Linked DNA regions of Sus scrofa: all the other regions are linked to region 4. The links are chromatin contacts, called in public Hi-C and promoter capture Hi-C maps. All regions are on one chromosome and are shown on one strand. The core of a region is the stretch at or near the end of the contact, and the rest is flanking DNA. Distances in the headings are between cores, read along the strand shown.

Evidence for each region. Promoter capture Hi-C pulls out the DNA fragments that hold promoters and counts their contacts. A called contact is a pair of places that touch in the nucleus more often than the background predicts.
Region 1: a Hi-C map of skeletal muscle shows a contact between it and region 4, with 5 times the contacts expected there. The contact joins the promoter of RFC1 here to the promoter of UBE2K in region 4. A contact is called at or near these places in 2 of 47 Hi-C or Micro-C datasets (heart right ventricle and skeletal muscle).
Region 2: a contact with region 4 is called in a promoter capture Hi-C map of fetal liver, with 5 times the contacts expected there. The contact joins the promoter of PDS5A here to the promoter of UBE2K in region 4. A contact is called at or near these places in 5 of 5 promoter capture datasets (fetal liver, fetal skeletal muscle, liver and 1 more), 27 of 47 Hi-C or Micro-C datasets (adipose tissue, alveolar macrophages, blood and 13 more) and 2 of 2 datasets of contacts at active chromatin or transcription factors (alveolar macrophages and skeletal muscle).
Region 3: a promoter capture Hi-C map of fetal skeletal muscle shows a contact between it and region 4, with 2.5 times the contacts expected there. The contact joins the enhancer-like site here to the promoter of UBE2K in region 4. A contact is called at or near these places in 3 of 5 promoter capture datasets (fetal liver, fetal skeletal muscle and liver), 5 of 47 Hi-C or Micro-C datasets (embryonic fibroblasts, mesenchymal stem cells, omental adipose tissue and 1 more) and 1 of 2 datasets of contacts at active chromatin or transcription factors (skeletal muscle).

Annotation. Positions count from the first base shown.
Region 1 is chr8:30,631,999-30,639,229 of Sscrofa11.1, forward strand. It overlaps RFC1 (replication factor C subunit 1), which reads right to left and starts at 3,934. Exons shown (of 25, transcript XM_005666588.3): 1 at 3,744-3,934. The coding sequence starts at 3,746.
Region 2 is chr8:31,131,565-31,138,128 of Sscrofa11.1, forward strand. It overlaps PDS5A (a long non-coding RNA gene), which reads right to left and starts at 2,767. Exons shown (of 33, transcript XR_002346613.1): 1 at 2,330-2,767; 2 at 1,274-1,451.
Region 3 is chr8:30,714,467-30,721,731 of Sscrofa11.1, forward strand. LIAS (lipoic acid synthetase) reads left to right here. Exons shown (of 11, transcript NM_001243462.1): 10 at 1-56; 11 at 2,196-2,537. The coding sequence ends at 2,248. Among named protein-coding and RNA genes, the nearest start is that of LIAS, 19 kb to the left of the region's middle. Within about 2 kb of position 4,840, at least 2 of the 83 cell types and tissues checked have an H3K27ac peak or open chromatin away from gene starts, as enhancers often do. A contact at or near this core is called in fetal skeletal muscle, where this site is marked.
Region 4 is chr8:30,886,424-30,893,609 of Sscrofa11.1, forward strand. UBE2K (ubiquitin conjugating enzyme E2 K) reads left to right here and starts at 1,571. Exons shown (of 7, transcript NM_001078671.1): 1 at 1,571-1,633. The coding sequence starts at 1,571.

The DNA.
Region 1 (7,231 bases), core at 2,684-5,183, 250 kb before region 4:
AAAGGTAGGAGAAGCCTTATGGCAAAAGCCACATTACAAACAGGTGACCGGAGTTCCCATCGTGGCTCAGTGGTTGTCAAACCCAACCAGCATCCATGAGGACTCGAGTTCAATCCCTGGCCTCACGCAGTGGGTTAAGGATCTGGCATTGCTATGAGCTGTGGTGTAGGTCACGGACGCAGCTCAGATCCCACCTTGCTCTGGCTGTGGCATAGGCTGGCGGCTGCAGCTCCAATTGGACCCCTCGCCTGGGAACCTCCATGTGCCACTGGTGTGGCCCTAAAAGACAAAAAAATAATAATAAAAAGTAAAAAAATAAATAAATAAAAGGGTGACCACACTGCTTCAGGGGAGCATTCACGCAGTAAATGACAATGTGAAGGGGGCAATGAGTCAATTTAGATGTATTCAGACTCTCAACAGCTCTTCAAAAAAAACCTATCCCTTAAGTCTCGTGTGTGTTTAATTCAATCTTATGCATATTTTCAATAAATAAACATGCTAGCCAATAAATTATATGTGCTGGCTTCTTTAAAATGGCATTTCTCAAATTTTATTCACATTTTGAGCAAATAATTAAATCTTCATAGCAATGCAAATCATTTACATGGCCATTTTTTTATTCTAAGTTCATTCCAATTACTTTAATAGCCAATATATTCACATGACCCAAAAATTCAAAAAGGTAAAATGTCTCCCTCCTATCCTGCCGCTCAGATTCACATTTCCCATCTTAGGAAGCAACAAATGTTAGCAGTTAGTTCTTTATGGATCTTTCGTATCTTCAAACAAATATGCATATTCTTTTTTTTTTTTTTTTTTTTTTTTGGCTGCACCTGCACCATGTGAAACTTCTGAAGCCAGGGATCAAACCTGTACCACAGCAGCAACCCAAGACACAGCAGTGACAATGCCAGATCCTTAACCTGCTAAGCCACAAGGAAACTCCCAAATATGCAGAGAATCTTTTCTACATATTGTTGTGCATCTTCTTTTTTCACTTACTTATCTTGGCAATTGTTTCATATCATGGCATAAAGTTTTCTCTTTTTTGGTGGGGGGTTTCTCTTTTGTCTTCTTAGGGCTGCATCTGAGGCACATGGAGGTTCCCAGGCTAGGGATCTAATCGGAGCTGTCACCAGATCCGAGCTGCATTTGCGACCTATACCACAGCTCACGGCAACATCGGATCCTTAACCCACTGAGTGAGGCCAGGGATCGAACCCACAACCTCATGGTTCCTGGTCAGAATCATTTCCGCTACGCCACGATGGGAACTCCAAAGTTTTCTTTTTAATGGCTGCATAGCATTCCATTTTGTGGATATAGTATTTTATTCCTTTATCAATAACTTTAATTGGAAAAGATGTGAGAAAAAGATGTAGCTCCCAGGGCAAGAGTTGCTAACTTTGATCTATGGAAGGGCTTCAGAAGATATGTGAATCCCCTAAACAGTGTGTATGAGTCCACATGTACTCTGTGGGCAGAAAACTTGCACACTATTCACCAGATTATCAAACGGAGCTATGACTCAAACAAAAGTTAAGAACTACTGTACAAGATAACTTGTATAAAGGTGTTCAATAAACATATGCTAAACAGAATTTGGGTCTAGGTTTCTGCTAATTTGTGTACTAGAGACAGAAGAACTAAATTAAATACCAATATAATCCAAAACTCTTAAGTACCTTACAGAAACTTTTCCCTTTAGAAACAGTAAAGCAGACCCATTTGACTCCCACTTCTTTTCCGAGAAGGGCTTTATTTTTCATCTGCACCATGAACAGGAGTACTAAGAAGGGAAAGAATCAATTGAAAATACCCAAATGGGAGTTCCTGTTGTGGCTCAGCAGAAACGAACCCAATATCCATGAGGATGTGGGTTCGATCCCCGGCCCCACTCAGTAGGTTAGGGATCCGGCATGCCCCCAAGCTGCGGTGTAGGTCACAGACACAGCTCCCATCCAGTGTTGCTGTCGTGGTGGCGTAGGCCTGCAGCTGTAGCTCTGATTTGACCCCCAGTCTAGGAACTTCTAAATGCCACACCTGCGGCCCTAAAAAAATATATATATATATTTATATATATATACTCAAATAACCAAAAGTTGACTCTAAACTGTTGTTCTCAGAGGCATCTTGTTTTTTCCAGAGGTATCTCTGCTGCCCCTTAAACTCTCTGTAATGTTCCATAGAGTCCTTCCTGAGAAAATTACATCATTGGCCACAGAGCTGTATATTGCCTACCTCATGCCAGGCACAAGAACAGAAGCTTTACATTAATTATCTTGTTTAATCCTCAAAACAGTCATTTAAGGCAGCTATATTTTCCTCCCTTTTACAGGTAAGGAAACAACAGGATTTAAAAGGTTAAAAAGTTAAGGTATTCACTTGTTCAAAACCACTTAAGCATTAAATGGTAGAGCAAGACTAAAACATCACCTCACTCTCACCTTCAAGACTCCAAAACTCATAAACTTTCCACAACACCATAGTGCCTGAAGTCCAAAATGTAATTATGATCATTTTAGGGAGGTAGTATAATCTAACAGAAAAACCAAGGTTGTAATCCTAGTTCAATCATTTATTACTTCTATCACAAATTGAACTCTAAACGCTTCCTTTACCATCTGTAACACTGGATTGCTGTGAGGTTTAAATGAGAAAAGGTATGTAAAGTAAAGGGCTCACATATTGACCTGAAGAAGACACCTGTTACAAAGTAGCTATTATTATCTTATCCTTCTTTGAGAAGAAATAAAAAAGGGCTGTAAGGTTTCCCAATTTGGCATAAAATTACACACACACACATACAGCCCATAACAATGACATTATAAGAAATAAGCTGAAAAACTACTGAAAAAATTATATCTGATTATTAGGTAGATTCTGACTTAATGGACCATCATAAATTGACCTTTAAAATAAAATACTTCAAACACACACCTGTATCTATTGCCATTCCAGTATGAACATGTTTGGAAGGCTGCATAATTATTTCACTATTTAAACACCGAGGGGTGTTTTGGGGGTTTTTAATTTTTTATTAAAGAATAGTTGGTTTAAAATGGTGTGTTAGTGAGGGTTTTTTTTAAGAGTATTGTTAACATCAGATGCTAAGTGATGACAGCCGTCAAATGCAGTACAGCTGTTTCTACTAGCTGTTTTCTTTTCTCCGGGGAAACCGTGTTATCCCTTTGATTTCTGCGAACTCCTCCAAACAAAATAAAACATCCTCCTGATGCCCTTGATCTCAAAAGAGCTCTGTGATGAGCGTTTCACCGAGCTGTTAATGACGAAAGTCGAAGGCCCGAGACAACTTATTCATTAGAAAGGAAAGTTTGTAACATTCTTCTCCTTCGTAACCCAAAACTTGGAATTAACGCTTTAGGCAGGACTCAAACCAAGGTCCGAGGCAACGCTAAACAGGAAAAGCAACTTAACCGCTGAGCCCTCAAAATCACCTTTATTACTCCCTTCCTCCCTTCCCCCAAGAATGGAAAAAAGTTAAACTGACGCGCAGCACCACGAGCCCTGCGCGCCGGCTGCGGCCGGGAGCTGAAGCCGCGGTCCAAGGAAAGGCGTGAGACCCGTGCCAAGTTTGTGGCCCCTTCCCTGCCTTCGCACTCCTCCGGAGCCTCGCATCACGATCCTCCCCAATCCTCCATGCCACTAGTGCCCGGTCCACACCCAACCTGCAAACTCTCCCCAACCCCCGAGCCGTACAGCCTCCCACGGGGGCTCACCATCACAGCCCACGGACGAAGGCGCTGGCGTGCAGGCTGGCCGGCTGGGGAATCCGTTACCGGAGCTCGGGATCCATTGGCGCCAACAACTTCTCCCGCGAAGTGGAAGGAGGTCGAGGCAGCGGCGCCCGGTGATGACGTCAGGAGGCGCGCAGCGTCCTCTCGGGCCAGGCCGGGGGCGGGAGGCAGGCGTAGCTACGTGGGCCCAGGTGCCGCCCCTGAGGCCGGCTGGGCCAGCGCGCTCCGGAACCCAGATCCACTCTCAGATTTGCGCCTTCGGCTTTTGGCCGCGGCGGTCAGATCGCGAAGTTACGAGATTGATTACCTCGGAAGGCGGGCAGATCCTCCGGGTTACCCATCTGGAAGGATGCATGCCCTCCTTAGTAGCTTTAAAATGTTTCTATTACCAGCCGCAGTAAGATGCTGATTTTAGATGTACGTTCACATATTAATTTTAATATCTATTCTGGAATAAGAATTCCACCAAACAGTATTTACCTTTTTTTTTTTTTTTTTTTTTTAGTGTTTGAGCAACTAAATTTGGTTTTTCGCCTACTTATAAGTTTTGAAAACTACCTTTAGGACAGTTTTATGTGTGTAATTCCAAAGCGAAAGAGACTAGTAAAGTAGGTATTACCACCCACTCCACTTTATATGAAAAATGTAAGGCTCAAACAAGCTGTGGGGCCTAGCTGGGCTTCTAGGCGTTCAGATTCCCAAACCTGCGCTGCTGAGTCCCTCAAAGGGGTGTATGTGTGAAGCTAAGGCATCAACAAGGTACATCTCCATAGAACAATGATGCTGAAAACTTTGGAGTAAACAAGTTTTATATTAATAGATAAGCAATTGAATTGTGGAACAGAATGTTGCATTTGCATTCAATTTTAAGTGAATATGTGAAACCTTAGGAGTGCAATGGGCAGAGCAATATCTCCAGTTTTGGCCCTGGACTTTCAAATCCTTATCCACCCACCCGCCCACCTCTTGTTCTCTCCTGCATTTTATCACACCCATATTTCTACTATGAAAGATACCAGAGCCTTCTGAAATACAGAAGCTAAGCATGGAGCACTCATATGTATTAAACAAACACCATAATATGTGCTAAGAATGTGGCTATGGACTGTCCCAGTCTTACTCATCTAATACCCACAATAATACTGGCTGCTGTTGTTATCCGCTATTTACAAAGGAGTAAAGGGATACTGGGGAACAGGGCCGCATTGCATGGGACCCTCTGAAGCCAATATGCTAGACGGTAAGCAAGTTAATATGCCTCAGTTTCCTCAACTGTAAAATAAGATAATAGTACTATGTTCTTCATTGGGTTATTATGAAACTGTTCCTGGCACACAGCTGATAGTAATCTTTTTTATTTAAGTCAGCTGTTATCACTATTATTTTTATATGAGGCTAAGTATTATCAAGGCAGATAATTCCAAAAATGAATTTATCTACTCCATAATTTTGCTTAGGGAAATACTTGATTGGGAAGGAGGGAGTCATTAGTCATTAGATCTTTGAGAAATCAATAAAAACTATGAACCTATCTCCCAGAAAAATGTACACAGCAGACACATCATATAAAGAACCTTAAGAACCTAAACCAATTTACAATGTTCATTGTGTTGTCAGTAAGCGAATAAGATGTATATTAAAAGGTTTGCGTATCTTTTACATTATACTACTTTAAACTTTTGCATTTGTTTTTTAGTATTTTGAAGCCTTCCTTGAATTTAGGTGAGACTTAAGTCAGAAGACTGTAATTTCCAGAAAGATACTGAACTGAATTTGTTGGATTGTTTTCTTTAGGAACATTTACTTGGACATTATCTCAGAAATGTAGCAGATGAGGAGATCTCTCCTGGCGCAGCTGGTTAAGGATCCCGTGTTGTCACTGCAGCAGCTTGAGTCACTCCTCTGGCACCAGTTCAATCCCTGGCCCAGGAACTTCCCTCTATCATCAGTGCAGCCAAAAAAGGAAAAAGAAAATGTACAGAATTAAAAACGGTGTATAGGAGCTCCCATTGTGGATCAGCAATAATGAACCTGACTAGTATCCATGAGGACGTGGTTTCGATACCTGGCCCTGATCAGTGGGTTAAGCATTGCTGTGAGCTGTGGTATAGGCTGGCAGCTGCAACTCCAATTAGATCCCTAGCCTGGGACCTTCCATATGCTGTGGGTGAGGCCCTAAAAAGACAAAAAATAAAAATAAAAATAGCCATACATGTTTTGACACTCCTCCCAAATATGGGCTGGCCTGTGACTGGTTTGAGCAAAGAATATGGTGGAAATGATGCTATGGTGGCCCCAAATGTAAACTTTAAGAGGACTAGCAGCTCCTGTCTTGGACTCTGGAGCCCTGAGCCACCACATAAAACAGAAGGGGCCAGCCAAGTACAGGCTTACAGCCATCTCTACCAGGAACCAAGCTTGTAAGTAAAACAATCTTGGACCCACCATACCAGCTGCTGGTGGAATTCCACTAAGTGACCCCAGGCACCACTACATAGAACAGGAAAATCACCTAGTCAAGGTTTGCCTAAATTCTCTGACCCAAAGTACTAAAAATGATAATAAAATTATTTTATTATTTAAAAACATATAATAAAATGTTTATAAAATAAAATGTTATGTTTATTTAAAATATAATGAAATTATTGTTTTTTTAAGGTACTAAGTTTGGAGGTAGCTTGTTTAAAGTAATAGATAACCAGAACAGAAATAGTTTAAAGAACCCAAAGGGTAACCAAGAAATAAGCATGAATGGAATATTTATGCTTATTTTCTCCACTGTGGTGATTTTTTATTGCTGTATCATTCAACAAATATTTATTGAGCATCTACTGTGTGTTGGCACTTTTTATGTGCATGCTGGGAAACCATAGTATACAAGACTGATGGTCCCAGCTTCCTAGAGTTTATATTTTTGAAGAAAAGAGAAAAGTAAGTAAGTAGACAAAAATAAATTCTGTACTTTAAGAATGAGTGCTATAAAGGCTTTATAAGATTTTAAACCAAAAGATTGCTATGATTCTATCGTTATACTTTGTATTTTATGGTCAAAAAGATGAAAAAAAAGATGATATTACTGTGTGTTTTGTGGCAAAACGTGATACTCAGTTTTCCATGGAGAAATGTAAAGGGTGCAAGAAAAGATTACCAAATATGTTTTTTTTTTTTTTTTTGTCTGTAGGGGAGTAACAGTTAATCTTCTTTCTGTTAAATGTGTATCTACGTAATAACTGCATCTGGATTTTATTCCAAACAGGGCATTATTCTATAATAGTGTCTAGTTTGAATTTATTCCAGGGAAAAGACCAGCCTGTGTGCACCTCGCATCTCTATGTGGCCTTCCTTCAACAGTTAAGAATAAAAAGATAATAGGTTGCTATGTCTCAGTATTAACTGAAAGACTGCAATAATGCAAAGCCAGGAAATTGAGGATACACAAACAAAATTGAGGATATAACAAACTAGGCCTA
Region 2 (6,564 bases), core at 1,517-4,016, 250 kb after region 4:
CTTTATATTTTACAATTCATATTTCGACATCTCAAAACACTCAATATAACCTTAAGAAGCCATCAATAGGTACCTCACTTTATGTACAAGATTTAATAGAAAGCCCTAGTGCCCTATTCTTTCCAAAGGGGCAACAAATTACAGAATCCCAATTTGTTTTTAAAAAGTTAACTGTAGGAATACTCTAATTACTCACAACATTGTAAACATTTACTAGGCACTATACTAAATTCTAAGAGCAAAGTGGCAAGATTATTCCCTGAAAAACCTTTCACCAATTGCCCAAGGTAGAAACATTGTCAACATTGTTTATTCCCTCACCTCCCACCAAGTCTGACTGATTTTTAACTCTGAAATGTCTCTTGGATCATCCACTATCTCTATTCCCACTTCAAGAATAGCCCAACTTCAAGATTTCAACATCTATTCACCTAGACTACTGTTAAGAGTTCTTTAACTAGACTCCTTATCTCCAGCCTTGCCCTGTTCCAATCTAGCTCCAATGGTGAAAACTAAAATGTCTTCAGCATTTCCAAATGTCCCCTGGGGGTCAAAGATGCCTGCATCAGGTTGATCCTTCAATAAGAATAACAGTTTGTAAGGCTGTGGCCACAATCTATGCTCATGCAACAGAAAGCAAAAAAATTAACTTACATAAGGCTAAAACTTACAACGTTGACCTTAGGACCACCATTGCTTAAATTAAATAAACTGACTCCTTATAAAAAGAGATGCTAACGCTTTCTCTTAAAAACCCTTTGAATGTGTGGGCATTAATCATCACCTTACTTCCAGACTGAATTTTGAAAAGTCAGTACTTCTGTCAAAGTTTAAGCATACTATATACATATTTAAGCTTCTGGATATTAGAAAAATTTTAAAGTGCCTTTTGTGCTTAAATCGGTACCCTCAGAAGTTAATGAAAACCTTCCTAGGTAAATCACTGCCTACTTTTAAGTTGCAAGCTACTTTGAATAGTAGTCATAAATATTTCCAGGAAAAACTTTAAAAACTGTAAGAACTCTTATACTTGAAAAACGGTAAGATTAAAAAAGGTCACACACACACACCCGTTAATTTCCCATCATGCTTATGCCCCTAACAGAAATTATTCAAAGATACAGCCAAGATAGAACAATACTTTTCGCAGGGCGTAAAAGAGAAGACATAAAATACGTAAAAAGCATGGTAGGTGAAACTCTGAAAGGCCAGGCCTTGCAGAGCAGTAACACCACAGGCGGCTCAAGTGTGACCATTCCATCCCAAAGCTTACCTTCAGTCGTTTGATCATTTCGTCGGTGGTAATCTTGTCGGTGATCTCCTTTACCCCCGGAGGGTAAGCGATCTTCCCATCGGCACTCACGACGCCACAGAGGGCTGTGGCAGGCTTGGGCTGCGCGGTGAAGTCCATCCTGGGGGACAACTTTTCTTTCACAGTCCTCTACCGGCCTCTATCGGTCAGAAAACAAAAGTTCAGCGGGAAAGGGGCGACTTTGTAACCTCTTTTTTCATTTCAAAAATCTCTAATCTGCAAAGGGCCTTTTCTCCCGGGAGGCCGGGGACTCGGCGGCGGCCCCGCCACCCGCTCCTTCCCGGGGCCTGAACCTTGGCGGCCGCCGCGCCGCCCCCACCCACCCGGGCCCCGCCAACCCCGGGCTCCCGGGGATCCCTGGCACCGGCGGCCGCGGCCGCGGGAAGCGCCGAGCACCGCCAGGAGTTTCCCATTCCGCCGTTCACAATGAAATCCACCCCCGTGCATCGAGGTCCGAAGTTTGGCGGCCTTGAGAGCGTGCCGAGGCCTCCAAGGCCCCCGCTCGGTCAGAGACGAGCCTCGAGTCCCCGCCCGGCCGGTCCCCTCCGGGGAAGGAGACGCGAGGCCTATAGGGCTCGGCTTAGGCCGCAAAACTAGGGACCCAACCGGACCCGCACGCAACGGCGGCTCCTGGGAACGAACGCCCTCGCCGGGCCGAGCTCCGGGACCCCCGGCGTCCCCGCCACGCTCCCACCCCTCCCGGGTCCCGCTCCCCCCACCCCCACTGCCGGAGGGGAAAACAAGCCGCCCTCCACCCCGAACCCCAAGGCAGGAAGCGGCTGACGCGGCTCCGCACTTCACATTTTGTTCCTTCAACTTCGGCTGAGGGACCCTGGCGTCTTCTCTCGCCCCCGGCCACTCGGCACCGTCCGAAGCCGCCAAGGCCTTACCGGCAGCTCCGGGCAGCCCCGCCGGGCCTTGGTCCCGCGGCTCCCCCCCACCCCCCCGCTCCGGTCTCCCCTTCCGTCCCCTCCCTCCACCAGCCGAGGGCGGGAGCCCAGCCGCCGCCGCCTTTACCTCCTCCTCATGCGGGCGGAAGGTGCATCGAGCGCCCGGGCCTCTGTCAGGTGGTTGCGCCGCCGCCCCTCTTCGGGCTGCACACAAAGCGGCTCCGCGGGTCCCGCCGCCGCCGCCGCCGCCCGCCCCGGAGCGGCGCTGGGGCTGGCGGTGCCGAGGAGGAGCAGTCGCCGCGGGGGGAGACGCGGGGCGAGTGTGCGCTGGGCGGGGAGACACTGCCGCTCTCCGTCTGGCCGAGGAAGAGCAGCCTCGGAGAAGGCTCTTCTGGGAGCGTGTGCGCGGGTGTCCGCCCCGGACCCCCACGGCCCACCCGCGCGCCCCTCGCGCCGGCCGGGTCCGCCGACCCGGACCCGGACGCCCCTTGCAGCGGCGCGCGCCCGGCCGTCGGTGCTCCTGGCAGCCGGCGCCTCGCGCACAGTGGCCGGTCACGCGAGCTGTGCGAGAGCACGCGAGAGCAGGGCGCGCGCCTCGCTCCCTCCCCTTCCTCCGCCGGCCCGAGCCTCCGCCTCCCTCGGGCCCGAAGCGGCCGCGCGCGAGGCAGACAGCGCCACCATCCGGTTGGCGCCAAGACCTGCCGCGCCGAGCGCCTCGGGGAGCACCCGGCCCAGAAGCGAGCAGGGGAGGAGCCCGGGTGGCGGGAAGCGAACGCGGCCCCAGCGGCCCTCAGAGGGCACGCAGGACGAACAGAACTTTGCATTATGCCTCGGAGATGGGTTCCGACTTTTAGGGGTCATCCTGAGGGACGTGGAGGGAAATGGTTGAAAAACGGTTAACTACTGAATGAAAATGAATTGATTTCCTCCCTAGGGACGGAAGATCTGCAAACTAAGGAAAAGTTTTGCAACATGGCACGAGGGACGTGGTCATGATCCAGTGGGCTGCTCATTCTTGTGCCTTCTGACAGCCACCAGAGTTTGCCCTCCCCTCTTTAGATATCTAAAATTAGTATTTTGAAAGCTGCAAAATATACAAATAACTCTGAGTCGAGCAGTCCTCAAAGAATGGTCTGAAAGGTAGGTTTCTGGACTCCACTCCAAACTCTGAGACTGGAATCCAGAAATAAGAATGTTTATAAATTAGATGGATATTTCTTGTTAATATATGAACTCAAAGAATACCTTTTTCCTTCAGCCAAAGGAAAACCCAATGCAGTGGTGTTTGAGCAGTTTAATGTAAAATTTGAAGCAGATGAACCTCAGGAGCACGTAGGTAATTTCCAAAGATGAAGTTGTAAAAAGAACACATAATACGAAATAGCATACAGCTCCCTGACCACTACCATAGTTTACAGTGAAATGCATTTAAATTGTTCATTTAAATTATTCTTGATGGATATCTATTGGTCTTTTCTATATCCTTTGCTTGATCTTAACAATATCGTAGGTACAGCCATCACTGAATATTTTTCAGGTATTACACAAAGGAGCAAACATCTTGGAATCTAACACACCACGGTTGCTGATTTGCTAGAACTCTGCCCTAAAGTCACTACTCATGGATTAAGGATCTGGCATTGTCGCTGCAGTGACCCTGCAGCACAGGTTTAATCCCTAGCCTGGGAATTTTCACATGCCACAGGGACAGCCAAAAAAAAGCTCCCCCAAACCCCACAAAAGTCAGTGCTTTATTCCTGGGCATTTAGAGTAGCAGGCAAAAGCTATTTAAGATCATCTTCATCCCAACTATTAAACTGACCAAAACCTACACTCTTTACAGTAGAAAATTGACAGAACACTGTAAACCAATTATAATGGGAAAAAAAACAAAAATCATTTAAAAAACCCTACACTCTTTGTAGTCTCTTTCTCTCAACTTGTGATTTTTTAAAAATCCATCACATTTAAATAACTATGATGCTTTTTTTATTCTTGCTCTAAATAATTTACCCATTATTAAACTGGTTTTGTATATACTCATAGATTTTAATTTTATACAACCTATTAATTACTTTGTTAATACTGTTTGATTTTATAAACACTCAAAAGCCTCAAAAGCCCTAAAGATTATAACACATAAATACATTGAATTTATATAATTCTAAATTCATTCTAGATTAATTCCATTCTTAATTCTAAAATTCCTGTTTTTACGTAAATATTTGTTTCCACTTAGTAAATGAGAAGAGAACATTCTTTTGTGCAACAGTTATTTAAAGACGGCCTACTGTTAGAGTTCCCTCTGTGGCACAGCAGAAACAAATCTAACTAGGAACCATGAGGTTTCAGGTTCAATCACTGGCCTCTCTCAGTGGGTTAAGGATCCGGTGTTGCCATGAGCTGTGGTGTAGGTTGAAGACTCTATTTGGATCCTGCTTTACTGTGGCTGTGGCGTAGGCTGGCATCTGTAGCTCCAATTTGACCCCTAGCCTGGGAAACTCCATATGCCACAAGTGTGGCCCTAAAAAGCAAAGAAGAAAAGAAAGATGGCCCACTGTACAAGTCACTGTTTAGGATACTGAGAAAAAAAAAAAATCAATGGTAGGGGAATCCTCTTGTGGCACAACAGGCTAAAGATCCAGCATTGTCGCTGCAGTGGCTCACCCAGGTTGCTGTTACCTAGATGCCATCCCTGGCCCAGGCCTTGGCCCTGGAACTTCCACATGCAGCATGGGCCAGGCCAAAAAAAAAAAAAAAAAAAAAAAACAGAGTTCTGGGGGCACAAAAATCCTACCTGTTGTGGTAGAGTTTAATTTGTTTGGGGGGAGATAGGCAAAAAATAATAATGATAATAATAAAGTAGAGGAGAGAAGGGATGCAGATCACAGATAAGCTTTTAGGTCTTTGGCCTTTGGAAAGACGTTGGCATGTACTCAGAGATTTTGGGAGTATTTTAAAAAAAGAAGTGACATTATATGATTTATGTTCTATGAGCTAGGCAACCATGGACAAATTACTTAATCTTTCTGTGCCTCATTTTCCTTATCTGTAAATCAAGGATAATAGTTTCTATATCAGAGAGCCTTTATGAGGCATAAATTAGTTGATTTTGTAAAGTGCCTAGAATTTTAACTGGTACATACTAAGCTCTACATGATTTCTAAAATATATGTAAAATGAAGGAATCACTCTAGCTGCTGGGTTGAAAATAATGTAGAGATACAAATAGAGTAGTAGGGTTACCAAGTATAAGATGATGGCAAAAATCCCAAGGAAGGAATTCTGTTGTGGCACAGTGGGTTAAGGATCCAGTGTTGTCACTGCAGTGGCTCAGGTTCAATCCCTGACCCAGAAACATCCATGTGCCATGGGTGTGGCAAAAAAAAAAAAAAAAAAATCCCAAGAAAAGATGATAATAGGGATTGGGTAATAACAGTGAAAATGATGAAAAACTGTATTAAAAGAAGAGTCAAGAAAGCAAAATTTTAGACCGTGGTTTTAACCAGAGGGATGAAGTTACTACTAACTGGGATAGGGAGGACTATGCTTGAAACAGATTTAGAGTCAGGTTGTCTTTTAGAATCTAAGCTATTTAAAAGTTAATTTGACAGTTATGGAGCTCCTGCAATGGACAAGGCAGTGTACTAGGCACCGGGGAAATATTTAGAAAACAAAAAGATAGGATCAGAGTCCGATGGAGCAAACAGAGACATGCAATGAATCATGATTCAAGGTAAGGCAGTGATATGTTTTGTAATAGAGATTTATTTATTTATTTATTTATTTGCTATTTCTTTGGGCCGCTCCCGTGGCATGTGGAGATTCCCAGGCTAGGGGTCGAATTGGAGCTGTAGCCACCAGCCTACACCAGAGCCACAGCAACACAGGATCATTAATCCACTGGCCAGGGCAGGGACTGAACCCGCGACCTCATGGTTTCTAGTCAGATTCATTAACCACTGCGCCATGATGGGAACTCCTGTAATAGAGATTTAAATGATATCGTCGGGAAGCCTAGGAAAGGGGTGCCATGAGCGCTTCCCGAAGGAAGGGGCATTTTGAGGCTGGGCCTTGGAGGATGACTTGTTGCAGTGAGTAGTTTTGGGGAGAGCAATAGCTAATAGAGATAACCACAAGGTGAAAAGAGGCCTGGAGGTAATTAAGTGCAATTTCTTTTTGAGGAAAAGACTTCGGTCTTCGATTCTCGTTGTGGTTTAGCAGGTTAAGAACCTAACAGAGTGTCCATGAGGGTGTGGGTTTGATCATGGGCCGACTCAGTTTAAGGACCCAGTGTTGTTACGACTATGGCATAGGCTGGCAGCTGTAACTCTGATTCAATCCCTAGCCCAGGAACTTCCA
Region 3 (7,265 bases), core at 3,590-6,089, 170 kb before region 4:
ACTTGGATTTCATTATACTGCCAGTGGCCCTCTGGTGCGTTCTTCATATAAAGCAGGTAAGTTAGACTGCAAGTAACTGTTCTATTTAGACCATAGATTTTCCATGTGAAAATTATAATAGCCGTGGTTGTCTTTTATGAATGAGGAAAAGGGTTTTTTCTCTTTTTTTCTGGAATATCCTTAGGAGCTTTGCTCCATAAGGGTAAGTATCTATTGATAGCATTGCTGCCTACACCATTTAATAATATCTTTGTGTTTTTTCTCCCAAAAGCAACAGAAAAAATAATCCATAAGATTACTTTCCCCATAGAAATTTTTATTGTAATTTTACTAGTTATGGTGCAGTTCTTAAGTGATTTCAGTTCTAATTTTGATTGGTAGTTTAAACTGACTTAGGAAAAAATCCAAGTGTTTTCCAAGTGATAAAAAGTCATGTGGTAATGACCATCACAAGGTCTGTGAGAACACAACTGAAGACTGAATTTAATTCCAAAAATGTTTATGATGTTTTCCCTGCCAGTTGGACTTAACAGTTATAACTTTTTGAAGAATAAACAGCTGTTTATTTTTTGGATCTGTCTAAACTATGTTATTACTATTAATGACTTTTTTCTTTTTGGTTCTTAGGGCCGCCCCCAAGGCATATGGAAGTTCCCAGGCTAGGAGTCGAATCGCAGCTACAGCTGCCTGCCTACACCATAGCCACAGCAACTCAGGATCCGAGCTGCACCTGTGACCTACACCACAGCTCATGGCAATGCCAGATCCGTAACCCAATGAGCAAGGTCAGGGATTGAACCCACATCCTCATGGATCCTAGTTGAGTTCGTTAACTGCAGAGCCACGAAGGGAACTCCTATTGATTTTTTTAAATGACTGTTACACATTAGAGTATAAATCCTAGATATATTTAAATTAAGCATAAATTCTATTTGTAAAAATTAATGTTCAAGCATTAATAACAGTGTGTTCCTATAAAGAAATTGAACACATTTTAATGAACTACTAACAGCTTATCCTAGTTATAAAACCCAAGAATTTGATTCGGCACTGATTGACAGGGTGTGGGGACTTTAGAAACCAGTGATTATAAATGATTTGTTCTTTTTCAAGCAGTGCAGCTGCTAAACTAAAAATATCCATAAAGGATAGGCCCAACATCAGCTTCCAGGGTGATTAAAATAGAGTAATATCATTTGAAAGGAGTTTTTATTTTGTGGGGTTTTGTTTTTGTTTTAAATGTCTAACATTTACAAGGAAGTGAATTATGAACTTTAAAATTTTTTTTAAATTACCAGTGAAAGATCAAAGCCTTAGACTCAGATAATGGGTTAGTATCTAATAATATGGGTCTACTCCTGTCTGACGTAGGTGAGGTACAGGGCAGCACGGATTATTCTCCCTTAATTACTTGGCTAGGTTATATGAGCTTTTGGATTCTTGGTGATTGTGTACAGATATAATCATTGTAATTCTACTCATCTTAATATAAGATGACAGAGAAGTTCTTCAGACTCCTCATAAGCCCGGCCTGCAGTACTGAGCTCTGCCAATAAGCTTTGAGCTGTGCTGTAACAGTGATAAACTAAATGGAACCCTAACGACCTGAAAATGAAAGGGCCTCCTCTAAGCAGCTAACTTAGTGCATAGGCACATCTTAGGGGGTGGAGAAAGCAGGCCCATTATAAATGAAGAGCTCTTGCTTCCCTTGAGGGGAATAAGCTAAAGAGATTCCATCAAATGAATCTATTCAACTGCAACGAGGTCTGTTTTATAAACATTAAATCCAGGCTAATAATGTAGCAGAATTGCTCTCTGAAATGAGTCGTGCCAACAGCAATATTTTGTCAGTGGTGGGGAATAGTGCACATAAAGTGGAGTAAATGCACAGAAACAGCCCACAGTACAGTGGGGTCACCCTTTGTAATACTGAGTGACTAGAATGAATAGTAGTGGAAGTTGCAGTGATTTAAAAACAATTTTATTAAATTACTTAATAATAATTCATCATTATGTTTGAGGAAAAGACAAAGATATGGGGGATATGTGAGGTTAGAAAATTATTGCCACTGAGATTTGAAAAGAGAGAAACAGCAGTAAATACAAAAGTCTTCTTTAAAGGGAAACCCTGAGGTATAATTATTCTGAAACTTCCTTTAAATTGTTATTAATATATTTTTATTTTTCCTAAATAGGTGAATTTTTCCTGAAAAATCTAGTGGCTAAAAGAAAAACAAAAGCCCTCTAATATTCAACAAGACATTCAAGATCACAGGAATTTTAAACATTTGACTGCAGTTGGTAACAGAAGTGATGGCAGAATGCCTAGACTTCAGTGGGCATATCCCAGTCTTTTTGTTTTAAGAAAAAGGTCAATAAGCTGTGCATATTTAATTGTAGTAATTTGTCTTTTAGCATATCGTCTTTGTCCCAATAAATAATTGCTTGTTATGTATGATATATTCATAAAACTTCTTTGTAGGAGTTTACTGTTAACAGTATAATTTTAAAAACACATTAAAAACTTCTAGAAAATCTTTTAAGTCTCTGTTACTGTACATCATGTTTCATTTCTGAAAAGGAACGTATTGTGATGAAGCAGGGTAGGTTGAGATTATAATCTGTTCACTTAAAAGAAGCATATGTCCCTTGCATAATAGTATAGCATCATTGGAATAATTTAGAAAGGCATAAGAGTTTCATTGTTGACTCTTCACGTTGATACGACTACTTTAGACCAGCAAAGGAATTAGCTTTCATTTTAAGTAGTTTGCTACATCATATGCATTGCCCATTATTCATTTTATTCCTCACACCATTCTGATGAGGTAGTTGTGTTCTATGATAAAAATGACCTGAAGGAGGAATTTTTATCCTAAGTACCAGAACTCAGATTCTTCTTTGGCTCTGAATCCTATTTTCAGAGGAAGTAGTTAGGGGGCAATGTTATAAAATATGTAATGTGTATAGCCAGTCTGTTTTGAAGTTTTCAATATATGAACTAATAATTTTTTATAAAATGCGTAACTGTGATGGACGTAGTGCTGCAGGTTAAGGATCTAGCATTGTCAGTGCTGTGGCTCTGGTTGCTGCTCTGGCATGAGTTCAGTCCCTGGCCTAGGAACTTCCACATGCTACAGGCACAGCTCAAAAAAATTTTTCTTGGCTACCACCTTTTTTTTTTCTTTTTTTTTTTGTCTTTTTGCCATTTCTTGGGCCGCTCCTTCGGCACATGGAGGTTTCCAGGCTAGGGGTCTAATTGGAGCCGTAGCTGCCGGCCTACACCAGAGCCACAGCAACGCAGGATCCGAGCCATGTCTGTGACTTACACCACAGCTCACGGCAACGCCAGATCCTTAACCCACTGAGCAAGGGCAGGGATCGAACCCGCAACCTCATGGTTCCTAGTCGGATTCATTAACCGCTGCACCACAACGGGAACTCCTGACTATCACATTTTAATTTTCTAAAGTTCTTCTCTGATTATTCTTTTTTCATTAGCATCCTGTTCTTGTTTCTTAGCTGGTTTTTCTGTTTTTCTCTGTGAAGATGATTAGTGTTGTGAAGTTGTTCTCTGCATTGAGGATTGTCCCTGTTTTCTTCTTTGTTTTGGTCTCTATCTTGTGTTAAAGGCTCCTCTTCACCTCCTTGGCTGTACCACAGACCTGCTAAGTCATGAGCCACCATAGAGCTGTTTGGAAGCTGGGGTTGGGCAAGCTCTGTAATTGATAGAGCTTCACTGTAACATGTTTGGAAGTTGAGCTAGATTTCTCACCTAGTGATTCCCAAAGACCAGGATTATCTCTCTGTAATCATTTAGGGTTTGGGAGTTCCTGTTGTGGCTCAGCGGAAAAGAATCCAACTAGTATCCATGAGGATGTGGGTTCCATCCCTGGCCTTGCTTGTGTGTTAAGGATCTGGCGTTGCCATGAGCTGTGGTGTAGGTTGCAGCGCAGCTTGGATTCTAAGTTGCTGTGGCTGTGGTGTAGGCCAGCAGCTACAGCTCCGATTCGACCCCTAGCCTGGGAACCTCCATATGCTGCGGGTGTAGCCCTAACAAGCAAAAAATAAAAAATAAAGCCGTTCAGAGTTTCAAAGTAATAATTACAATCCCCAGGTCTCCGGCTTTGAGGATTATAACTTTGGCTGCTGGTTTACTTGAGCCAGATGAGTAAAAGTAAGTAGAATAAGTGAGTGTGGGTCTCCCTGTTCAAATATGCACACTGCTACCTTGTTTCCAGCTGGCGTCTCACTAACACCCTCTCCCAGGCTGAAACTTTCTGATTCTGTTCCTCCTGAAAACATCCGATGAGAGAAAGGGGTGGGAAAGGAGGTTTCTTGCTGTTTGATAGAAAAGAGAGACTCGGATGCATTCACCTCTTCCTTGTACAGGCTTCTGTTGAGGTCCCGTTTTTTCAGCCCCACACCTTAGCTCCACTTTTTGTGGTATGTGGTGCCTTTAATTCTTGAGATCTAAGGGGCCAGTTACCTACACTTAGAAGCCAGTCCCTTATGTAGACTGTCGTTTCTGCTTGCTCACCTTTCAGTTGTTTAGCTTCCTATTGCTTTCCACCTTCTGTCTACTCATTCCTCCTTTCCCATTCCTTGTCCTTGTCTGTGTATAGCTTTCTTGTTCCTTTACTGCCGTTTTAGTAAAGTTTCAGGAAAGAATGAAAAATGTGCATGTGTTTAATTCACTTATAACCAAAACTCCAGACAGTCTTTTGATTTGCTGGCTATGCTTTAGGACAAACTTGCAGACAGCTGGTGTTGGACTTAAGAATGCAGAAGGCTTTGTTCTGGTGCAGAATAGTAGTCATTGCTGTCATTCTTCCCAAACAGTGGAATCAATTTCTTTAGAGCGGAACCCTCCTCCCTCTGCCCTCAACTGCCTTCCCCTCACCCCCATCCTGGGTATAAATGCCAGGCTGGCTGCCTGGCATTGTGATTCAAGAGATGGATGAGATGAGAAGGTTGACTGTTCAAGTTAAAGACCTACAGTTAAGGCCCTGGCATGTGCCCCTTTCTCTCCCTTCTCCTTTGGGAGCCTCTGCTGTTCTGCTGTGCAGTGCCTCCTCCTCTGGCTCTCACACCAGTATTCCAGGAAACTGCTCTTGAGGCAGTATATATCTATCCATTCAGTGCTTTCCAGAAATTTCTTTGAATTTCTTGCCCACCAATGCGTCCCTTCCATTAGCTTTGTTTTATTGGATTATGCGTTTTCTCCTGTTACTGTAATTTTAGTGAGGTTCTCAGAAGAGTGAGGATATAAACATGTCCTCAATCTGCTATGTTGACCAATTACTCTTTGTTGTCTTTTTTTTTTTTTTTTCTTTTTAGGGCCACACCCACAGCATATGGAGGTTCCCAGGCCAGAGGTCCAATCGGAGCTACAGCTGCCAGCCTACACCACAAGCCACAGCAAAGCAGGATCTGAGCTGTGTCTGGGACCTACATCACAGCTCATGGCAATGCCGGATCCTTAACCCACTGAGCGATGCCAGGGATAGAATTGAATTGGCAACCTCATGATTCCTCCTAGTCAGATTCGTTTCTGCTCCACTGTGCCACAATGGGAACTTCTTTGCTGTCTTTTTAATAGTAACTTTGTAGAGAGTTTTGCATATTTACTGTAATCATCTGTGTGTATATGTACTCATGTTTATATTTAAATCAATTATTTGCTGAATCTCTGAAGCACTTCTATAGAGATGTCTGGGACCATAGTTTGAAAATCACTTGTACAAACAAATAACATTTTTCACTTTACAATTCTATGTTTGTCATTATGTAGGCTTGGTCTTTAGTGTTGCGGAAACTAATATCCCTGGTAGTTTTCCTAAGTGTAATATTATTAATTAAAATACGTCACCTACTACTGTTTCCTAAACTCTAGTCATTCATTAAAAAAAAAAAAAAACATCATTTTTTTTGCTCTATCTGGATGGGAACTACTTTATTATATACTAATTTTTTTTAACAATTGAATCTCTGAAAGTTAAATCTCTTTAAAATTAAATTGTTAAAATGGATTTTGAATGGTGCTGGATTTTGTTCAGCACATTTAATTAATTAATTTTTTAATTAATTTATTTGCCATAGCTATGGCATGCAGAAGTTTCCAGGCCCAGGATTGAACCCATGCCACGGCATTGATAGCACTGAATCCTTAACCGCTAGGCCACCATGGAGCTCCCTAAAATGAACTTTTGTATCTCCACCATAATGGAAAATTAGCAAAAATAGTAATGAAAATGTGGATTTTATGTATGAGGCAGAGTCTTCTAGTTGTTCCCAATTCCAATAACCCTCCTACAATATCCTGCTAAAAATTATATCTCTCAGACTACTCTGCAGCTGGTTATGGATAAGTTTGGACCACCAATATGTAAGTAGAAATGATTGCTGCTACTTCTGAATGTGCTGTTAAAGGGTGGGTCCCACCTTGCCCCTCTCTTCCCCCTTCCCTGCTGCCTAGAATAAGAACCTGATGCTGAAGCTGGAGCAGCCGTCTTAAACCTTGAGATAGGAGACTTGTGTCATGGGTGGCAGACCCTAGGTAAAGAAGCCTGAACCTGATGACTGTGCAAGTTCTCTGCCAGCCCTGGACCACCGACCTGGACTTCTGTGTAAGAAATACATTCTGTTGTCTTTAAGACACTACTAATTTTGAGTCTCTGCTCTAACTTGCTCTAACAAGTTTATACACTAATATATTTTATAAGTGATGTTTAACGCTTTTTTTTTTGTCACATCTGGGGCATGTGGAAATTTCTAGGCCAGGGATGGAACCATGCCACAGCAGTGAGCTGAGCTGCTGCAGTGACAGTGCCAGATCCTTAATCCACTGTGCCACAAGGGAACTCCAATGCCTTTAAAATAAATGTCTAACTATTAAAATTAAGAATTAAGAAGTGGGTGGTGGGGCAAAAATAAATAAATAAAAATTTAGAAGACCATATATTCACCTAAAATAATCTCCCATGTTGCTGGTGGTGTATTGTAAATACAGATCTACAATGAACAATCTCGGAGTTCCCATTGTGGCTCAGTGGTTAACGAATCCAACTAGGAACCATGAGGTTGTGGGTTCGATCCGTGGCCTTGCTCGGTGGGTTAAGGATCCGGCATTGCCGTGAGCTGTGGTGTAGGTCGCGCAGACATGGCTTGGATCCCGAGTTGCTGTGGCTCTGGCGTAGGCCAGCAGCTACAGCTCCAGTTAGACCCCAGCCTGGGAACATCCATATGCCATGGGAGCGGCCCTA
Region 4 (7,186 bases), core at 321-2,820:
TAGGATACTTTACTGATTGGTTAAAGTATCCTATTAGAAACATAGTGAAAGAAGTGACTTTAATATAACTTCTAAATAAACATAATTACTTATTACAAAATGTTTTCTATTCAAAGCACCTCTCAGCATCAAAACCATATTACCTAGGAGTTCCTTTGTGCTGCAGTGGGTTAAGGGTCTGGCCTTGTCACTGCAGCGGCTTGGGTCACAGTTATGTCGAGGGTTCGATCTCTGGTCCAGGAACTTACAAATGCCGCAGGCTCGGCCAAAAGAAAAAAACACTCAAAACCCCCCCAAATCCACAACCATATTACTTATTGGAAACTTTAGCAACCGCTTTCAAATTTACTTTCCATTTAAAACATTTTAGTCTTATCGTTACTCATTTATTCATTCAATATTTATTAAGGGCCTTAATAGGCACCAGGCACAGTTGTAGATCCTAGGTTTAAGTAAGTAAAGCTGCCCTTCTCGCCCAAGAAACATCTACTACTCCATTTTTCACTTTAATATATAAACTATTTTCACATGTTCAGTGGTTCCCACTGTGTGGCTCCAGAAGCAGCGGCAGGAGCAGCTGCATCTGGGAACTTGTTACAAATGCAAATTATTAGGCCCACCCTATACTCTAGGAATGGGGCCCAGCAATCCGTTTTCTTTTTATTTTTTAACAAGTTATTCAGGGATCCTAATGTACATTCGAGTTCCAAAACTATGGTTTTAGTTCCAGGGCTTGGTATTAATTACCTAAGCAGGTCAAAGATCAACACCTGGCTTCTAAATTCCATGGAGTACTGGTCTCAAATAAAATTGATGAGACCCATACTTAACTTTATAATTTGTTGTACCTGTTAAGATCCTGGAATGATCGTAGTAATAGCAGCACCGTAAGAGCTTCATAACAAAAATGAACCTCAGTGCATTTGCCGGGCCTACACCAAGAAAAAATAGGCCAGACTGAATTCCAGGACAGTGTTTTCAGACACTAAACACAGGCAGGCACACTAAGCCTGTGGGTTCTGGGTCTGGCTGAGTCAGGGCGGCGCTCCAAACCGAGTGGAGCCGCGTGAACCCGTCAGGCTGGACTCGAACCTTCGGTTACAGGCCACGGTCTGGAAGCCTGGACCATACACCTGGTTCGAAGAGGGGCAGAGACGCCTGAGAGGACCGAGGAGGCCGGGGCAGCGCTGACCAGCGCGGAAGCCGCACCCTCCAGGCCTCAGACGCCGGCAGGGCGGAGCCACGCGGCCGCAGCTCGGGCAGAGACGCGCGGCGCGGGGCGGCGCGGCGCGGGTTCGCAGCTGAGGCGTATGGGGCTACAACGGGAGCGGCTGCGCCGCCCGGTCAGGTCAGCGTCGTGCGCAGGCGCGGACCTGGCGCCATTTTGGTGGCCGGGCGCGGAGGTGATTCCACACTGAGGAGAGCGCGGCGGCCGGAGTGGCAGTGGCAGCGTTCGTGTGCTCTGGTGTGAATCGCCGAGGGAGGAGGCGGTGGAGGAAGAGGTGGCGGCGGTGGCGGTGGTCGTAGCGGTGGCGGAGGAGGCGGGTACGAATCAGCTGCGGGCGGAGACATGGCCAACATCGCGGTGCAGCGAATCAAGCGGGAGTTCAAGGAGGTGCTGAAGAGCGAGGAGGTCAGAAATGAACTCCCGAACGTCCCCCACCTCAGCCCATGGCGGGAGGGTCCTTCCACTGGCGTCCCCAATATCCCTAGTAACGCCCGAGTGGCCCTCTTTGCGGCCGCCCTTCTGCCTGTGGGGAAGCAGCAGTCTCCCCCTCCTTCCGCCGCCTTCCCCTCCCCTTCCAGGGCCCTGGGATGGACGGTCTCGCGGGCGGGTGATCTGGAGAGGAATCAGATTGGGGGGGGCAGATGGAGAAGGGGGCGCTTAGACGCGGGGTGTGAGCTCTTGAAAGAGCCCCTAGATAGTGGCAACAGCTGGAAGTGTGGTTGTAGGGTGGGGAGTGAGCAGGCCGAGCCTGAGAAAACCCGGGAAGTAGGTTGGGGGAAGGGGAAAGGTGGTAACTGGATCCCGAGAGCTGCGCTGCTCAAAGGCCCTCACTTTTAAGGGTATTCTGGGTTGTAGCCGATCTGGCCGCCGCTGTCCTTTCCTTAGGGAAGGAGCGATGAGAGTTCCTAGGTATTGATGAAAGAAGGCCGTTCAGAGTTACTCCCTTTTAGTTGGGTGTTGGAAGAGAGAGCAAGACATAATGGGGTACTGTCTATATTGTTTAAGTGGGGGATAAGGGCATTGCCACTTGAGATAGGAAATTAATTCCATGTTAGAGAATTATCTCATTTCCACTTACCCCCAAATCCTAGGCCTCTTTTTTGTAGGCACCTAAAGCTTTTTGACTAGGTAAAGGCAGGTTGTTTGGTGTGTTAAAGACATTTAAATATTTATAGCTGGGATTAGGACATATAATGGAGTGTATGAGTAGCTTATTTTAAAATGTTTACAAGTTACAGATCAGAGTCTGTTTTAAGACATTGCCTCTGTGACACTGCTGTGTTGTGCCATGAAACTTCATTATGATGTCCCTCATAGTTAACTTGATTCTTACTATTGAAAAACAGTGCTATTAAAAAAAACATGAGGTTTCAGCAGATTAATACATTGTTATATCTCCTTATTAAACATGACATTTCAGCAGATTAATAAATACATTGTTATATCTCCTTATCCCAACATCTATCTGAAAGGATTAAAAAGTTTTTTTGTCTCAAGCTCCTCTTGAGTCCTGTAGAACACTCTAGTGTTGGCCACATTTATTAATATGTTTTAAATGTTTTAGTAATTTAGTAATTTGACTCAATTATGAATCAGTGTAATTTTTCATACCCAAATCAACGAGAATGCTAGGTTGTTTTTCCTTGTTGGATTCAACAAAGAAAGATTGAGCATATTGAATGGTTATTTTCAAAATATCACACACCATTATTGAAAGTATCATTACTATATGTGTTTTTCTCTTATATCAATACTTTGACGAGCTCAGTGATTTGTGAAATTTAGCATTCTAAGTATGTGATGAATTCTGGATATAAGTCTGATAGCACTTGAACTATATTTGTGCCACCGAGTCTTTCCAATTAGACTTGCAGAAAATTCTTTAAAATTACTAAAAAATGCCAAACACCAGCAGATTTATTGAATGTAATAGTTATGTGAGTAATAATTGGTTTTACCGAGCATGTGTATGAACTCTGACCTCTGTATTTGTTCAGGTGCCAAAACTCTGAATGGAAGGATGACTTTGTATTTTTGTGGTACATTGTAGAAATAGAGTCATAAATGCTTGTACTGACAATACAATGAAACAATGATTCTAAATTCTTGTTTAATAAGAAAATATATTCCAGGATAGTTGACATATATATTCCTAATAGAAGATTGCGGGTAATATTGCTAGTAGCCTAAAACATTTCTCTAATATGGTTGTACAAGCCTGAAATATAAGATTTTAACGCTTTATTTTCTGTTACTTAAAAGTGGTAAGTACTGTTCTCGTAATTCATATGATCTGATTGCATATTGTGAGGTGACTTTTCACAATATTCTTAGTACTTAAATTGAAGCTTAAAAGAAATCTTGTATTGCTTTAGTAATGCATATTGTTAAAATTACATGTAAGGGATGATGAAATCTTGCTGTCAAGTAAGTGTTTCAGAGGAAGAAAGTAGAAAATACAAACATTTTATTTTTTTAACAAGAGTGCCTTTATAAATCTGAAAGGAAACATCTTCCAGAAAGTAAGTTGCAAAGAACATTTAGAAAAGGGTCAGGTAATTTAATTTTGGAATATAACCAATAAATAGTTTTATTTTCACCAATATTTTATTTCATTGATATTTTAATAAGCCCAGTTCTATAATTGGATTATATTATTTTCAACTCATTGAAGAACTTATAATACAGTCCATGTATTTCTTTTTTAATGTATGTAAAGGCAATATTTGAATGGCTTGTCAGATAGTCAAGTATTTCCTCATGTCACCTATGTAAATCTTCATTTTACTAAAGTTTATTTCATATGGTTGTGCTTACTAGGAATGGTTTAAGGACTCCTCTCCAACCCCGCGCCTTTTTAAGTGCCTTTGTGAAAAGATAACTGACATTTGCTGAATTCTGGCTCTAAGAAGTTGTAAGTGGCCATTCTTGGAGTGTGTTGTTAAAATATAGCCTCCCAGATCAGTGTGAAAAGCACAGTGCAGAATAGTGGGAGGAGGCCACCATTTCTGGGGAGATACGTGTATTTGTTTGTATAGGTGAAAGGATTAATGAGAAATTGGTAGTGTTGATTGCTTCTGGGTGGGGGACTTGGGTGTCCCGGGCAACTGGCATCAGAAGATCCCTCTTAGGAGTTCCTCTGTGGCTCAGCAGGTTAAGGATCCAGCATTGTCACTGCAGTGGCTGGATTGCTGCTGTGGCATGGGTTCAGTCCCTGGCCCAGGAACTTCTGCATGCCACAGGTGTGGCCAAAAAAAAAAAAAAAAAAGATCCTGGAGTTCCTTTTGTGGCTCATCAGAACCGAATCTGACGAGCATCCCTGAAGATGCAGGTTCGATCCTTGGCCTCGCTCAGTGGGTTAAGGATCTGGCATTGCCATCAGCTGTGGTGTAGGATCCCAGGCTCTGATCTGGTGTTGCTGTGGCTGTGATGTAGGCCGGTAACTGTAGCTCTCATTTGACCCCTAGCCTGGGAACTTCCATATGCTTCAGGTATGGGACTAAAACGACCGAAAAAACTGGAGCCTGATTTGTATTACTGATTAAAGGATTTAAACACAACCTAACTTGTTAGTTTAAGCATTAAAATAAATGTTACGTGTAATTAAAATTTTGCTTGCATTTCAATATGCAAAATACTTTTAAGAGTTCCTGTTGTGGCACAGTGGGTTAAAGGATCTAGCATTGCTGCAGCTGTGGCATAGGTTGCAGTTGCAGCTCCAATTCAGTTCCTGGCTTGGGAACTTCCTATGCCACGGGTGCGGCCATTAAAACAAACCCCCAAATATTTTTAAATTCAAAGCTCAGTGAAATAGGCGTTCCCTTCGTGGCTCAGCGGAAGCGAATCTGACTGACTAGTATCCGTAAGGATACATCTTCAGTCCCTGGCTTCTCTCAGTGGGTTAAGGATCCAGCATTGCTGTGAGCTCTGGTATAGGTCACAGACATGGCTCAGATCTTGTGTTGCCATGGCCGTGACATAGGCCAGTGACTACAGTTCCAATTCCAGTTCGACCCCTAGCCTGGGAACCTCCATATGCCGTGGGTGCAGCTCTAAAAAGACCAAAAAAAAAAAAAGGCTCAGTGAAGTAAAACACCCTTAAATCAGTGTACATACTTTTTTGCTTGTTCTTGTGTATGGTACCTGCAGGTTTTTTTCATATTGTAGCTTCGCTTTGCTACATTTCTAGGATCCTCAAGGAGTATTTAAATCAACGGCATTAACAAATTGATTTTTTGAAAACTACTATTGTATAAGTTTTTCTTAAGCATTTTAATGGATTTTTGTATTGTTATTTTACGTTTTATATATTTGATCTAGATTATTCTGTATAGAACTAGTTGCAGATCTTCAGAAGAAAGTCTCTTGGTTTCTGTAGACCATGGTTTTTCCAACCTTGGCACTATTGACATTTGGGGCATATAATGAATTCTTTGTTGTGGGTGGTTCTCCTGTGCATTGTAGGATGTTTAGCAGTATCTCTGACTAATAGCATTAGATGCCAGTAGCACAGCCAGTCTTTCCCCCACCTCCTTACTCTCTTCCTGTCAATTGTATTGACTAAAAATGTCTCCAGACTTTGCCAAATGTTGAGAACCACTGCTATAGACAGAACTCTTTAGAAGAACATTTAGGACTGTTAACTATGTAAGATATGTAGTATAAATTATCTAAAATATGAATGGACAGTAAGGATACAGAAAATTATATAGCGTGGTTACTGCTAGCTTTGAACATTCTGTTTTTGTTTTTAAGACTTTGCCCCTTATCAATTAATCATTAACTTTTTGTTTTAAACTTTTCTCCTCTTTGGCTCTGCCTATGGCGTGTGGAAGTTCCTGGGTCAGGGATTTAACCTGCACTACAGCAGCAACCTAAGCCACTGCAGTGACATCACCAGATCCTTAACACGTTGTGCCACAAGAGAACTCCTGAACTTTATACTTTTTGATTTAAAGAGAAAGATGAAATTTCCTATTGTAAATTAATGTGACCAGAATTTGAACAATTTTTTTTTTTAACAGAAAAATAGTTATGTAGGTGATAGTTCGGTGTAGCTTATTTAAATAGTGTGCCTTATGAGGTTCTAGGTGTGGGTTAAGCAAGGAAAGCTTTATAGGTCAGGTTAAAAAAAAATTCTAAGCCTGTCCAAGTGATACTGTTTGGGGTGCATTTCTTGGTTTTTTTGGTTTTTGTTTTTGTTTGTTTTTAATAAAGACTTTGATCTCTGTCCATGACGCATAGATTTAGATGCATCTGGGATCCCTTAGCATGTCAGTCCTTTGTAAAGAATATGTATTCCTGGAAGTTCCCTTGTGATGCAGCAGGTTAAGGATCTGGCCTTGTCACAGCTGTGGCACAGGCTGCAACTGCAGTGCAGTTTCAGTCCCTGGCCCAGAATTCTTTCCTTATTTTTTAGCAACATTTACTGAGCATGTTGACAATAGCCCTAAAAGACTTACCTGGTTGGAGATAGAAAAAAAATGTTAGATGCAGAGAATAGATGCTGTGGAAGTTCTGAGGGTATGTATATATATGTAGGTAAGTTTTTGAACTAGGTTCCAAAGGAAAGTTAAGACTGACCTCAAATTTCAGGAGACTGTTCTAAAGAAAATACAGGAATACTGTATAAGAAAATGATCTCTTCAGTAGACACCTAAATTGATACCAGGGAGCAGGGATTATTGACAAAATTAGGCAAGAAACACATTTATTTATGTATTTATTTTTGTCTTTTTAGGGCTGCACCTAGGGCATATGGAGGCTCCCAGGCTAGGGGTCTAATCGGAGCTGTAGCTGCTGGCCTACACCACAGCCACAGGAACACCAGATCTGAGCTGCGTCTGCGACCTACAACACAGCTCACGACAATGCCGGATCCTTAACCCACTGAGCAAGGCCTGAGATCGAACCTGCAACCTCATGGTTCCTAGTCGGATTCGTTTCACTGTGACACGA